Regions from separate parts of the Pan troglodytes genome. Here all the other regions are linked to region 2. Evidence: chromatin contacts called from public Hi-C and HiChIP or PLAC-seq data. All regions are on one chromosome and are shown on one strand. Each heading gives the region's core, a stretch centred on a gene start, on an enhancer-like site or on the middle of the called end of the contact. The rest is flanking DNA. Distances are from core to core; before and after follow the strand shown. Region 1 overlaps SOX13 (SRY-box transcription factor 13). Region 2 holds the start of SNRPE (small nuclear ribonucleoprotein polypeptide E). Region 3 holds the start of GOLT1A (golgi transport 1A).

Evidence for each region. A called contact is a pair of places that touch in the nucleus more often than the background predicts. HiChIP or PLAC-seq counts read pairs in DNA pulled down with a chosen protein or histone mark.
Region 1: a Hi-C map of stem cell-derived neural progenitor cells shows a contact between it and region 2, with 9 times the contacts expected there. The contact joins the enhancer-like site here to the promoter of SNRPE in region 2. A contact is called at or near these places in 4 of 7 Hi-C or Micro-C datasets (blood, induced pluripotent stem cells and stem cell-derived neural progenitor cells), 1 of 1 datasets of contacts at active chromatin or transcription factors (stem cell-derived excitatory neurons) and 1 of 1 other capture datasets (stem cell-derived neural stem cells).
Region 3: an H3K4me3 HiChIP or PLAC-seq map of stem cell-derived excitatory neurons shows a contact between it and region 2, with 7 times the contacts expected there. The contact joins the promoter of GOLT1A here to the promoter of SNRPE in region 2. A contact is called at or near these places in 1 of 7 Hi-C or Micro-C datasets (stem cell-derived neural progenitor cells) and 1 of 1 datasets of contacts at active chromatin or transcription factors (stem cell-derived excitatory neurons).

What each region holds. Positions count from the first base shown.
Region 1 is chr1:44,961,104-44,965,124 of NHGRI_mPanTro3-v2.0_pri, reverse strand. SOX13 (SRY-box transcription factor 13) reads left to right here. Exons shown (of 14, transcript XM_016936606.4): 14 at 1-1,114. Among named protein-coding and RNA genes, the nearest start is that of ETNK2, 23 kb to the right of the region's middle. Within about 2 kb of position 2,659, at least 4 of the 24 cell types and tissues checked have an H3K27ac peak or open chromatin away from gene starts, as enhancers often do. A contact at or near this core is called in stem cell-derived neural progenitor cells and stem cell-derived neural stem cells, where this site is marked.
Region 2 is chr1:45,227,606-45,231,516 of NHGRI_mPanTro3-v2.0_pri, reverse strand. SNRPE (small nuclear ribonucleoprotein polypeptide E) reads left to right here and starts at 1,577. Exons shown (of 5, transcript XM_001158544.7): 1 at 1,577-1,723; 2 at 2,206-2,232; 3 at 3,673-3,735. The coding sequence starts at 1,670.
Region 3 is chr1:44,875,841-44,879,424 of NHGRI_mPanTro3-v2.0_pri, reverse strand. GOLT1A (golgi transport 1A) reads right to left here and starts at 1,493. Exons shown (of 5, transcript XM_016936683.4): 1 at 1,378-1,493. The coding sequence starts at 1,402.

The sequences.
Region 1 (4,021 bases), core at 1,410-3,909, 270 kb after region 2:
GACTGCTCGTCTATCACCAGGATCGCTTTGCACTTTGTGCAAAAGGGTCTGGCTGTCCCTTGCTGTTTTCATCTCTGCCAAGCCTGTTGTGCCTCTGGCTGCTGTATGTGTGCGTGTGCACGTGTGTGTGTTTCATCTGTTCATTCACTGCACAAGATATTTATTGAGTGCCCACTACGTGCCAGGCACTGTTGCTGAGTTCCTGTGGGTGTGTCTCTCGATGCCACTCCTGCTTCTCTGGGGGCCTCTTTCTGCGCTTCTCTTTGTCCCCAAATTGCTACCTCTTTGTCAGTCTGGGTGTCTCAGGTTCTGTGTGTCCTTGTGTGCATTTCTGTCTCTCTCTGTCCTCGTCTCTCTGCAAGGCCCTCTATTTCTCTCTTTCTTGGTGTCTGTCCTTTGCCCCCTGTGCCCTCTGGATTCTCTGGGTCTGTGTAGGCCCCTGGTCTGCCCTGGGCTCATCAGCCTTCCTGACCTCCTCCTGCCCTCCCCTTCACTCCCTCCCTGGCTCTGCCAGTCGGTTCCCACGGAGCCATTTTTAGCTCTGATCAGCATGGGAATGTGCCTCGGCCTCCAAGGGGCTTTGTCCTGGTGCCCCCGCCCCTGGTCCCAACCTGATCCCATGAGGGAGTTGGGACAGGAGGATTGATGGTGCTCCCCTTCCTGCCAGCATCAGAGGCCCTGGAGAGGGGCTGTCCATGGCAGCTGGTCTTTATTCCTCCCTCATGAGCACAGGGTGGGGGGCTCCCCATTCTTGGAAGAGGTTGAGAAGACTCCTGGGCTTCAGCCTCTCCCACCCAGCCCTGCCCCTCACCTGCCTGCCCTCCCCTCCCCCACTCTATACTAGGGACTGGATCTCAGCCTCTGATCAGTTTCACAAAGTTTGTTCCCTAAGGAAATCAAATCCCATTGTCACCTAACTCTGAAGATGTAAACAGCCCTTGGATCAGTATGGGAACCCCAAATCCCACAGGGCCAGATGTGGAGTCTGTGTCTGCCCCCGTCTTCTCTCCATCCTCAAAGCCCCCACTTCTCTCCAGGCTGTTTCTTTTTTTATGACTGTAAACATAGATAGTGCTTTATTTTGTTAATAATAAGATAATGATGAGTAACTTAACCAGCACATTTCTCCTGTTTACACTCGGGGGATTTTTTTGTTTTCTGATGACATAATAAAGACAGATCATTTCAGAATCTGGCCCTTGTGCAGTGGAGGAGGGAGGCTGGCCTAAGTCCAGAATTCCCAAGTATGCCACCAGCCTGGGCACCACTGTCCCCTGGTGGCAGCCTGCAGGAGCTTCAGGCCTGGGGCCTCAGAGGAATCGGCTTAATGCAAGGGAATCCCAGGCCAAGCCTGTGAGTGACACATGCCCTCCACAGAGCCCACGCTGAATGCCCCTACCTTGACGAGGTGAGGCCACCCGGATCCTAAGAAAGAAGGCAGTAGTAAGAGCACTGTAATAGGAGTCATGAAGCTCGGGGTCTCTCTAGAACTGGCCACATGGCTGGGGTTGGGGAGTGGGAGCCAGGTCTCTCCTTTGGGGCCTCATTGTCCTCATCTGACAACAAGATTAAACCTTATACCTGGTTCTTATCATTCAGAGAAGGAGCCCTTTGAGACTCTAATGAAAGCTGTGGATCCTTTTCTTAGAAAAGTGCCCACAAAGGTTTACCCTGAAGCCCATCTGAGGCCCCTACGATGCTAATTAATGAAGCAGGGTCTCTAATGATAATGCTTCAGGGCTCTCTATCCATGACACATGCTTTGAGTGAACACTTCAGACCTAGTTATCACATTAGGAGAAGTAATAGGCCTGCAAGGGCCGGATGACAGACTGAAGCACCTCAAAAATGCATATTAACCAGGCTCTAGAGAGACATATCTTGTGGTGAAAAATTAATCCCATCAGTATAGAGTGGGGACAGCAAAACCGAATGGCAGTAGTTCTTGTGGAAGAGTTGGACTTGGGCTGCATTAATAGAGGTTTGTGTTCACAACAGGGGAGGTGATGGTCCAGTGTACCCCACACAGACCTAGTCCCAGGGGTAGCGTGCCCTTCCTCACCCCCTCACTAGGGAAGTCTCACAATGGAGGGGCCCTGAAGCAGGCACCCCACATGGAGGAGCACAGGAGGGATCCTGGTGCACATTGTTCTTAGAGGAATAGTCAGAAGGGTCAGGCGTGTTTCCTCTAGAAAAGAAGACAGAGTTGGACAGAAAGGACAAGATTGCTTTCTCCAAAGCTGCCAGGTGGGCAAAGTGTAGTATTGCACAAAGTTCATAAGGCAGAACTTGAGCTCCTGGATGAGGTTCAAGACTGTCTTGACATAAAGAACACCTTTTCCACAAAAAAGAGTGAACTTCCCAACTCAAGTCCTCAAGCTCTTGAGTACTGGTGGAGGGATTTCTAGATTGGAGAGAGGGTAGTGGTGAGAGAGGGTAGGTGTGGTTGATTCTAGGACCACAAAGTTGGGATGGTGTGGAATGGAGACTGCCCAAGAATTAAGGGCCCAGCCATTTGGTATGGGGAGCATCCTGAACGCGGGCTGGCTGTTTTTTCCCCAGCCCGGGTTCTCAGAGCCTCCTCTCCTTCGCCCTCCCCACGCCATGTCTGGAAAAGATGCAGGCAGAGGTGGGAGGAGGAGCTGGCGGCGGCGCCTGCCCCCTAGTGGTCACGATGGAGAGCTGCCCATTGCACCTCCCACTCCCCTCAGCCCTCTGCCCTCCGGCCCTCCGCTCTCCGCCCTCCGCCCTCCCCTCTCCGCCCTCCCCTCTCGGCCCCCGGCCTCCTCCACTCCACTGGTGGGTCCAAACCAGGTCCTGCCAGTCTCAAGACTCTCCCAGCCTGGCTCATTCCCACCTGTCGGTCCTGAGTTCCTCTTCCCTCCCCCAAGTCCTCTTGTCTTGCCTGCCTTATTCCCTCTGCTGAGACACAGTATCGGGTCCTGGAGCCCCACCCCCTGTCCCATGAGAGGCAGGATGGGGCCAGGTGGTTGGAGAGGCCAGGAGCAGAGTGCTGTGGTCATTACCAGGAAAGCTGGGCCACAAGTTCGTCCCCTCCGTGCGTCTCCAGCAGAGACCGAGGGGCAGAGCCCGTTGGGAAGGTGAATGTGCCCAGGTGTCCTTTAACTAGAGCTCTTTGCTAAGAGTCCTGGAAGGGGCCCGAGGGGGTGGAACCCGGATCACACTGGGAGGCTCCCAGGCCTGGTGCTCAGCCAGGAGGACAGGAGTGCTGGTTAGCCTGGGGTGGCAGTGAAACGAGCCAAGGTGGAACTCCCAGACTTTGAGGGACAGGGTTGTGTTCCCTGCCACCACACCGGCTCACTCCCCTGGAGGACTGGGGGAAGGAGAATGCTTTCTCAGAGGCGGCAGTGGGATGATGTCTGCTGTTAATTCCTTCCCATACAGATGGTGGCCAGGACCTTAGGGGCACAGGACAATACCCAGGGGGGCTCTGTCCCAGCCATTCCCTACTCACCACTGCAACACTTATCTCCAGCGCAACAGCATCAAGACCCAGGAGGCTGGAAACAAAGCTGGCTTCACAGTGTTAATTCTGCCCTCAATTCCAGAGGTGGCTCGGAGAGGAACAAGGAGCGGGGACACTGCTTTTTAGTCCAGACAGGTAGTGTCTATGACCACCTGACCCCACAGGTGACCCCTACCTGCCCAGCCCTGGCACCATCCCTATGCCTGGGCACCTCTTTCGCCCGTGTGCCCCCACTGGCACCCCCCGAGGCTGCTGCCCATGGAGGGCCTGGCTATGCTGGATTACCATGACCTTGAAAGCTCCAGCTGCAGGTGCCAGCTCCAGTGGTTGCCATGGCACCAGGGTGATTTTTGCAGGCAAAAGCCAAACAACCAGAGTCCACCTGGCAGGCTGCTGCTGCTGTTGCCTCTGCTGCCCCTAAGGGCACTGGGCACTTACTAGCAGGGGGGCAGTCCTGGAGCAGCTGCTGCCCAGTGCACAGCCTGGGAGGTATAGCCGGAGTGACTGGGCTGCTAAGAGGGGTGCCCCCTTCTC
Region 2 (3,911 bases), core at 328-2,827:
TGCAGTGGCATGATCTCGGCTCACTGCAACCTCTGCCTCCTGGGTTCAAGTGATTCTCCTGTCTCAGTCTCCCAAGTAGCTGGGATTACAGGCATGTGCTACCATGCATGGCTAATTTTTGTATTTTTAGTAGAGACAAGGTTTCACCATGTTGCCCAGGCTGGTCTCGAACTCCTGACCTCAGTTGATCCACCTGCCTCGGCCTCCCAAAATGCTGGGATTACAGGCGTGAGCCTGGCCGCTTTGTGTAGTTTAAAAATCACTTTCAACTCAACCCCTTTCTGAAGTCGTTATTACTATTATCCCCATTAAACAGAAGCCCTCAGAAAAGCTAATTTTGATTCTGCCATTTGCCCTAATCCGTGTTCCCTTAGGCAAGTCCTTTCAAAAGTCTAAACTTCAGTTTCCTCCTCTATAACATGTGTATGCCAATTAAATGAAATCTCTGCCAGGCCACAAGCCATGACACAATGGAAAGGTAGGTGGACTTTGGGGTCAGGCACACCTAACAAATTCCAGCTGCTCCACTTAGTAGCTGTGTTATCCAGGGAAGGACATGTTCTGACACTGGCTGACGCCTAACTGTGTGCACACATAGACAATTATTTCATTGAATCTTCAAGCCCCTGAGTAAAGTTAATCTTTACTATAATCTCCGTTTTGGAAACTAAGCCAAGACATGGCGAGGCTGAGTAATTTATCCTTGGTCACCCAACTCTAAAAGAGCTGGATTTGCGCCCAGCATGTGGATTTCAGCGTCTTCCTGGTAAATCGCCACCCTCAGTTGCCACCTGAACAGTAACTCTCCACGAAATGGATGAGAGTTGAATCCGTAACTGGAGGGAACCAGGCATCTGGCTTTGGAATGCAGACCGCCCCTGGCCGACTGCCAGAGGTGGGAGGCCTGAAGTTTGGGCTCCTTGCCGCCCTACCCTTTCCACCACAACGCTGCTATCAAGCCTAAACTCCAGCAAAATAGGCTTTAGGAAAGGCACGAAATTAACTCATTTTACACATAGAGATACACACTGGGACGATTTTGGCTTTTCAAGCTAACTCAGAAAATGGAGATACAGGCCGGGCGCGGTGGCTCACGCCTGTAATCTCAGCACTTTGGGAGGCCGAGGCGGGCGGATCATGAGGTCAGGAGATCGAGACCATCCTGGCCAACATGGTGAAACCCCGTCTCTACTAAAAACACAAAAAATTAGTCGGACGTGGTGGCAAGCGCCTGTAGTCCCAGCTACTCGGGAGGCTGAGGCAGGAGAATCGCTTGAACCCTGGAGGCTGAGGTTGCAGTGAGCTGAAATCGCGCCACTGCACTCCAGCCTGGGCGACAGAGCGAGACTTCGCCTCAAAAAAAAAAAAGAAAAGAAATTGGAGACAGGACGGCACTCCCCATACCACGGCCACTATACAACCGAAGGCACCTCCTCCCGCCTCCCTCCAAGTGGCGCTGTAGGACCGGCCCACCTTCCACAGCGCAGCCGCCTCAGTTTGGCCTCCCTCGGAGGCCATGCAGCGGAGAAACGTGACTTCATGGCTAGAGGGGCATTTCCCAGGAGCCGCCCATGCCGCCGCGTGACCTTCACACTTCCGCTTCCGGTTCTTTATTCCGGAAGTTGCTCTCAGAGGCCGCGTGCGGTTGTTCGCTTTGTGAAATTCCACCATGGCGTACCGTGGCCAGGGCCAGAAAGTGCAGAAGGTTATGGTGCAGCCCATCGTATCCTACGCGGGATGTCAGGACTAGGAGGTTCGGGTCAGAATACGGGGTGCGAAGGCGCAGGCTGAGAGCAGGCCTGGGATAGCGGAGTACGGATCCACATCCCATGAGCCCCCGGGGCTACCAAGACTGGAAGAAAGCGCGGGTAGTTGAACCGTGATGGTGGGGAGGTGGTCTTGGGTGGACCCCTGCCGTGGGGAATGCAGGAATGGACGCGGCAAAAGGAGGGAAGAGAACTTTAGGTGCGGAGTGAAAACGGGAGTTAACGGTTTTGGGAAACTCCAGGGGAATGAAAGTGGAATGGATGTTCTTTAGTCTTTAGAAGACCCCTAATGAATGCCCAGCTGGGCACTTGTTGTTTGCGTAAGCACCAGACCTCGCGTTTAGTAAACAAAGGTGAGACGGGAATAGGGTCGTCCAGTTGTTTCAGGAAGCAGAGTCTATGCTGCTTTTGTATTTTTTCCTTAGCCACTGTGGTGCAGAACCTCATCTTCAGATACTTACAAAATGTACGTAAGTTGCTTGTTTCGTAACTACTTTTTAAATAAGAGGTGAACTGATTTAGTTTTTTGTGTTAACCTGAGCGATTGCTGTGTTCTAGAATTTAAAAATAGATGTAACTGGAGATTGGAGGGTAATTGAGGGGAAGGAGTACTTAGCACTAATGTGATGAAGTGGTGTGTATCCATGCCACTTCCCAACATGCAAAGAATTGTATCCATTACTTTGCAAGATCAAAAATACTTTTTAATTCCAAAAAGTATTATTAGCAGACTTGACCATGGTATTTGGGCATCAGTAGTTTTGTTAGTAGTGATTATGGCTAGAACATTGGAACCTCTCCCCTTTAGGATGAAACATTGGAAGAAAAACCCAGCCAACTTAAACCATGTCAAGAGGTGGTGTGTTTAATACCTGTGGGAAAACTTAAAGACGAAAAAAGGAAGAGAGAAGGGGTAGCTTCAGAGGAGTTTAGTGGCAGCTGCTTTCCTTTGAGGGAAGTTTTAGCAACTTAAATTTTATAGTGTGATAACACAACTGAAAAACATTAATTTCAGGTGATAATAATTTTTAACCACCTGAATTGAGGGCTCCTGTCCTAGTTGTTAGGTGTGTGACATGAGAAAGCTTTGTTTTGGAACTGGATTTTGCTGCAGGAGATAAGCCCTTGGTCATTAGAAATTACTGCTTTGTGCTATGCTGTCAAAAACTTTCACTCTTAATAGATTGAGACCAGAAGCAGTAAGAAATATTGAGTCCCAAAATCACAGGAAAATTATTAGCTTATACAGTTCCAATATAGAACTTATTAAATGAAAATTCTCTTTGAGGTTATTATTATTGGTGAATAATTCTTAGATATGGGCTAAATAGTTAAAACTTTTGACTTACATTCATTACAATTTTTTTAGGAGCCATATTTCTCTTGTCGTTTGACCAAAATGGTTAGGTTTTGTATACTTCAATTTTTGGGGGGGCGGGGGGCGGGGAGATCTTGCTTAATGTTGCGCAGGCTTATATTGAACACCTGGCCATAAAGCGAATTATTCCGCTTTGGCATCCCAAAGTATGGGAACGGTGTGAATCGAGGCACCTGGCCTGTTTTTCTTTTCTTTTTTTTTTTTGAGACGGAGTCTCACTGTGCCCAGGCTGGAGTGCAGTGGCGCGATCTCAGCTCACTGCAACCTCTGCCTCCTGGGTTCAAGCGATTCTCCTGCTTCAGCGTCCCGAGTAGCTGGGACTACAGGCGTGCGCCACCACGCCCAGCTAATTTTTTTTGTATTTTTAGTAGAGATGGGGTTTCACCATGTTAACGAGGATGGTCTCTGTCTCTTGACCTTGTGATCCACCTCCCTCGGCCTCCGAAAGTGCTGGGATTACAGGCGTGAGCCACCGCGCCCGGCCCTATTTTTCTTTTTTTAACGTTTCCACTTTTATGATTATTTCAGAGATCGCGGATTCAGGTGTGGCTCTATGAGCAAGTGAATATGCGGATAGAAGGCTGTATCATTGTGAGTATCCAGGCGATTTCATCTCATAGCAGTTCGGTCGTAGAAAAAGACTTAACAGAAAGTGTCTAGCCAGAACAGTGTATAAAAAGTCAAAGATCCAACCTAAGGAAAGTTTTTCAGGTGCTGCTGTTTAGCCTTTTTTATTGTTGATCGATAAGGATTGGGTAGTTTTTAAT
Region 3 (3,584 bases), core at 244-2,743, 350 kb after region 2:
TGGGTGCCCGTAACCCCAGCTACTTAGGAGGCTGAGGCAGGAGAATCGCTTGAACCCAGGAGGTGGAGGTTGCAGTGAGCAGAGATCATGCCACTGTACTCCAACCTGAGCGACAGAGTGAGACTCTGTCTCAAAAAAAAAAAAAAAAAAAAAGAACTGGCTTCCCTGCTGCTGCCTTCATACCTCCACAGTCTATTCTCAACCCAGCACCCAGAATGATCTTTTAAACATAGAAATAGAACGTATCACACCATAGCACAAAACCAAGGTCATTACCATAGTCTATAAGTCTCCAGTGTCCTGACCCCTCAGTGACATCCCTGACCTAAACTCCTATGATTCTCCCCTCACCTCACTTTGCTCCAGGTATACCCATCTCCTTGTTGTTCTTCAAACACACCAAGTATGCTAATGCCTCAGGGCCTTTGCACTGCCTGTCCCTGCTTCCTGAACATTTCCCCTCCAGAGAGCTGCGTGGCTTTGCTTCCTCACTTCCTATAGATCTCTGAAAAAAGATCTGAGTAAAGGCTCACCTTCTCAGTGAGGCTTCCCTGACCACTCTATATAAAATAGCGACCCCTCCTACCTCGAACTCCATAGCCTCCTCTTGTTTTATTTTCATCTGGAGGACTTACCATCTTGTGATATACTATATACTTCTTTCTGTTAATTACCTGTCTCCCCTCTCTAGAATGTAAGCAGGGAGTCAGTTTCATTTAATGTTGGACACTCTATATCCAACACAGTGCTTGGCACACAGCAGAGACAAATCTGTTGAGTGAACAAAAGAATGTTGTCACCAATTCTCAGATGAAAAACCAAGGCTCAGAGGCTTTAAGTAACTCACCCAAATGAAGCCCACAGAGCCACGGTTCTTCCCATGGCCCCAGACTTGTTCCAAGACCTCCTCCCTACCTCTTCCCCCAAAAGAAGGGGAAGGATGTTTAGGAGTGAGGGTATGGTGGTTTGGTCAGGGGAGTGGAGTTTAGTTTTTTATAAGAAGCCCCCAGGGCCACAGGAGACCTTGATGGTGTGGGGAAAGATGTCTGAATGGGCAGAGGCCTCCTGAGTCCACCTTTGTGGCAACCCAGTTCTAAGAACCCGGGATGGGAAAGGGGTCAGTGTGAATGGGAAACCTGCCAGGCCCCCTGGGCACCAGCCTCTAGCTACCTGTGGGCCCTGAGCAACTCCCACCCGCTGGAGGGTAGGGAGCCACACCCCACCCTGCCTGCTGCCCCAGGGTGCCAGCACAGCATCTCCCAGCCCCTGGCTCCAGAGGTCACGCTTGTGGTGACAGAGAGCCCAGCTGGGAGAGAGAGCCAGCCGGCAGGGAGCCTGGCCTGGATAGCCCATTGCAGCCCCGCTCATCTCACTTACTCTGCCATTCGGTGATGGAGATCATGCCGCACTCAGCCTGGGGGGCCTTCCGGGTGGAAGCGGGCAAGTGGAGCGTGGCCCAGAGGACGCAGCTGGCACATGGTCACGGGAAGCTGACCCTTGGTTAAGTTGGGAAATGAGCCTGTGGCAAATCATTAACTCTCCCTCCAGCCCCCGCTCCACCCCCGCACACCACGCAGGTGCTTCTACTCGCCGGCTCCCTCCTCCCGTTTTCCGGTAGGGCAATGCCCCGCCCCTCCACCTGCCGCGCCTGCCCGGGGAAGGCACCGCCCACCTGACCCTTTCCTCGCACCGCGCGGTGTTCTGCGGCTCTCGTCTGCTCCGCGAAACTTAGATTGTATGTGGAAGCATTGGAATCTAGGGGGTGCTCAAGTTTCTTGCTTGGTTTGATAGTGTGGGAAGAGTTGGCATCTGCGCATCCCTTTGGGAATGTACTAAATTCATCTTGAAAGTCAAGCTTTTTGCTCTCTGCTATTGCACATGCTAGGCGCTGGGAGGCGATGAGCGACTGAGCACAAAGCCTGTTGTTGACCTAATGGCAGAGCCAGATCGGGTTAAATCAATGGCAAAAGCGCCATGGGGGAAGTTAGACATGAAGGTCTTCGACCTCCTTTCCCCAAGCGGCGTCCAAGCTTTGGACTGACTGTGATGTTGAGCTATGGAAGACAAAGCCCTGAATTTGGGGTTGGGGCAGGACTGGACAATTTAGGGGGCCTGGTTCTAGTCTACCCAACAGCTGTGTAGACATGGATTCGTCCTTTGGGCCTGCAAAAAGAGAGGCAGTTAGTTCCTAACATCCTTTTTTCCCATCGCAGAGCAGTGGTTCTGACGTGGCATTGACGCCAGGAGAGCCAACATCCACTTTGCAATGTCTTCTGTGTCCAGAAATGAAGAAATGAATTTCAAAGATGATATGACTAATCTACATACATCATTTAAAAATGCAAATAGGCCTGGCATACAAAATGCATTATGTCTGTAATCCCAGCATTTTGGGAGGCCAAGGCAGGAGGATTGCTTGAGCCCAGGAGTTTGAGACCAGCCTGAGCAACATAGTGAGACCTTGTCTCTACAATAATAAAAATAAAAAATTAGCCAGATGTGGTGGTACCTGCCTGTAGTCCCAGCTACTGGGGAGGCTAAGGTAGGAGGATTGCTTGAGCCCAGAAGGTCGAGGCTGCGATGAGCTGTGATCAAGCCATGCACTCCAGCCTGGGTAGCAGAGCGAGATCCTGTCTCAAAAAAAACAAACCAAACAACAACAACAAAACCAAGGAAAGCTAACATAATTTTTTAAAAAGAAACAAAAAGATAAATTATAATTAAACATGATGTCTTTCAATATATAAATGTTCAGGCAAGACTTACCAGAAGACATAAATGAAATAGGCAGATTGCTTGCACCCACACATAATATATGTTTGAATTTAAGAGAAATAGAAGATGAGCCATTCTATGCAAAAACAAAAATCACACACATGCAAGAAAAGGAAAGAGTAGCAGGAAGTGAACATAGAATAAAAACTGTTAGATAAGGAATAACAGACCAGACGTACTTGCATATGATGAGAGGGAAAGCATCTTAATTGAAATAGGGATAACATAGCAAGGCAAATTAGAGAGCACAAGGTGGAGATAATATAGAAGTATGATGTGCATGCAAAGGAACTCAGTCTTAGGTATGTGTGTATTGTCAAAATAGCTCCCATGGAATGGGGTCGCCATAGAGTACCACAGACACATCAACCTCTGTCTTGAAACATATCAGCGTTGAGGTAAAATTCAGTCTCTGGGATCTTAAAAGGCCTTAGAGATCACATATTTCCAATGGGCAATGGGGGATAGAGGATGGATTGGGAAAAGAAAAGAAGATAAAAGTGGTTTAGAGCAATTGCATGTGGACACCCGGGACAGTGTTGTAAAGACAGGACACAACATTTCCACACATAATTATGACAACATAGCATCCTTGGGCTCCAAAAAAACTAAACATATAAAGGATGGCAATAATATGAAATAAACCCTAAAAACTTTTATTAAGGAAACTCAGTGAGATCTTCTGCATCTCAAGTGTCTCTGATTCCATGTTTGCTTCTCTCACATATCCTCTGTTAAATATTTTCAGTCAATTTCTTTGCTTATTCAGTATCACCTACTGATTGGAACTGTTTTCAATCAAATACATA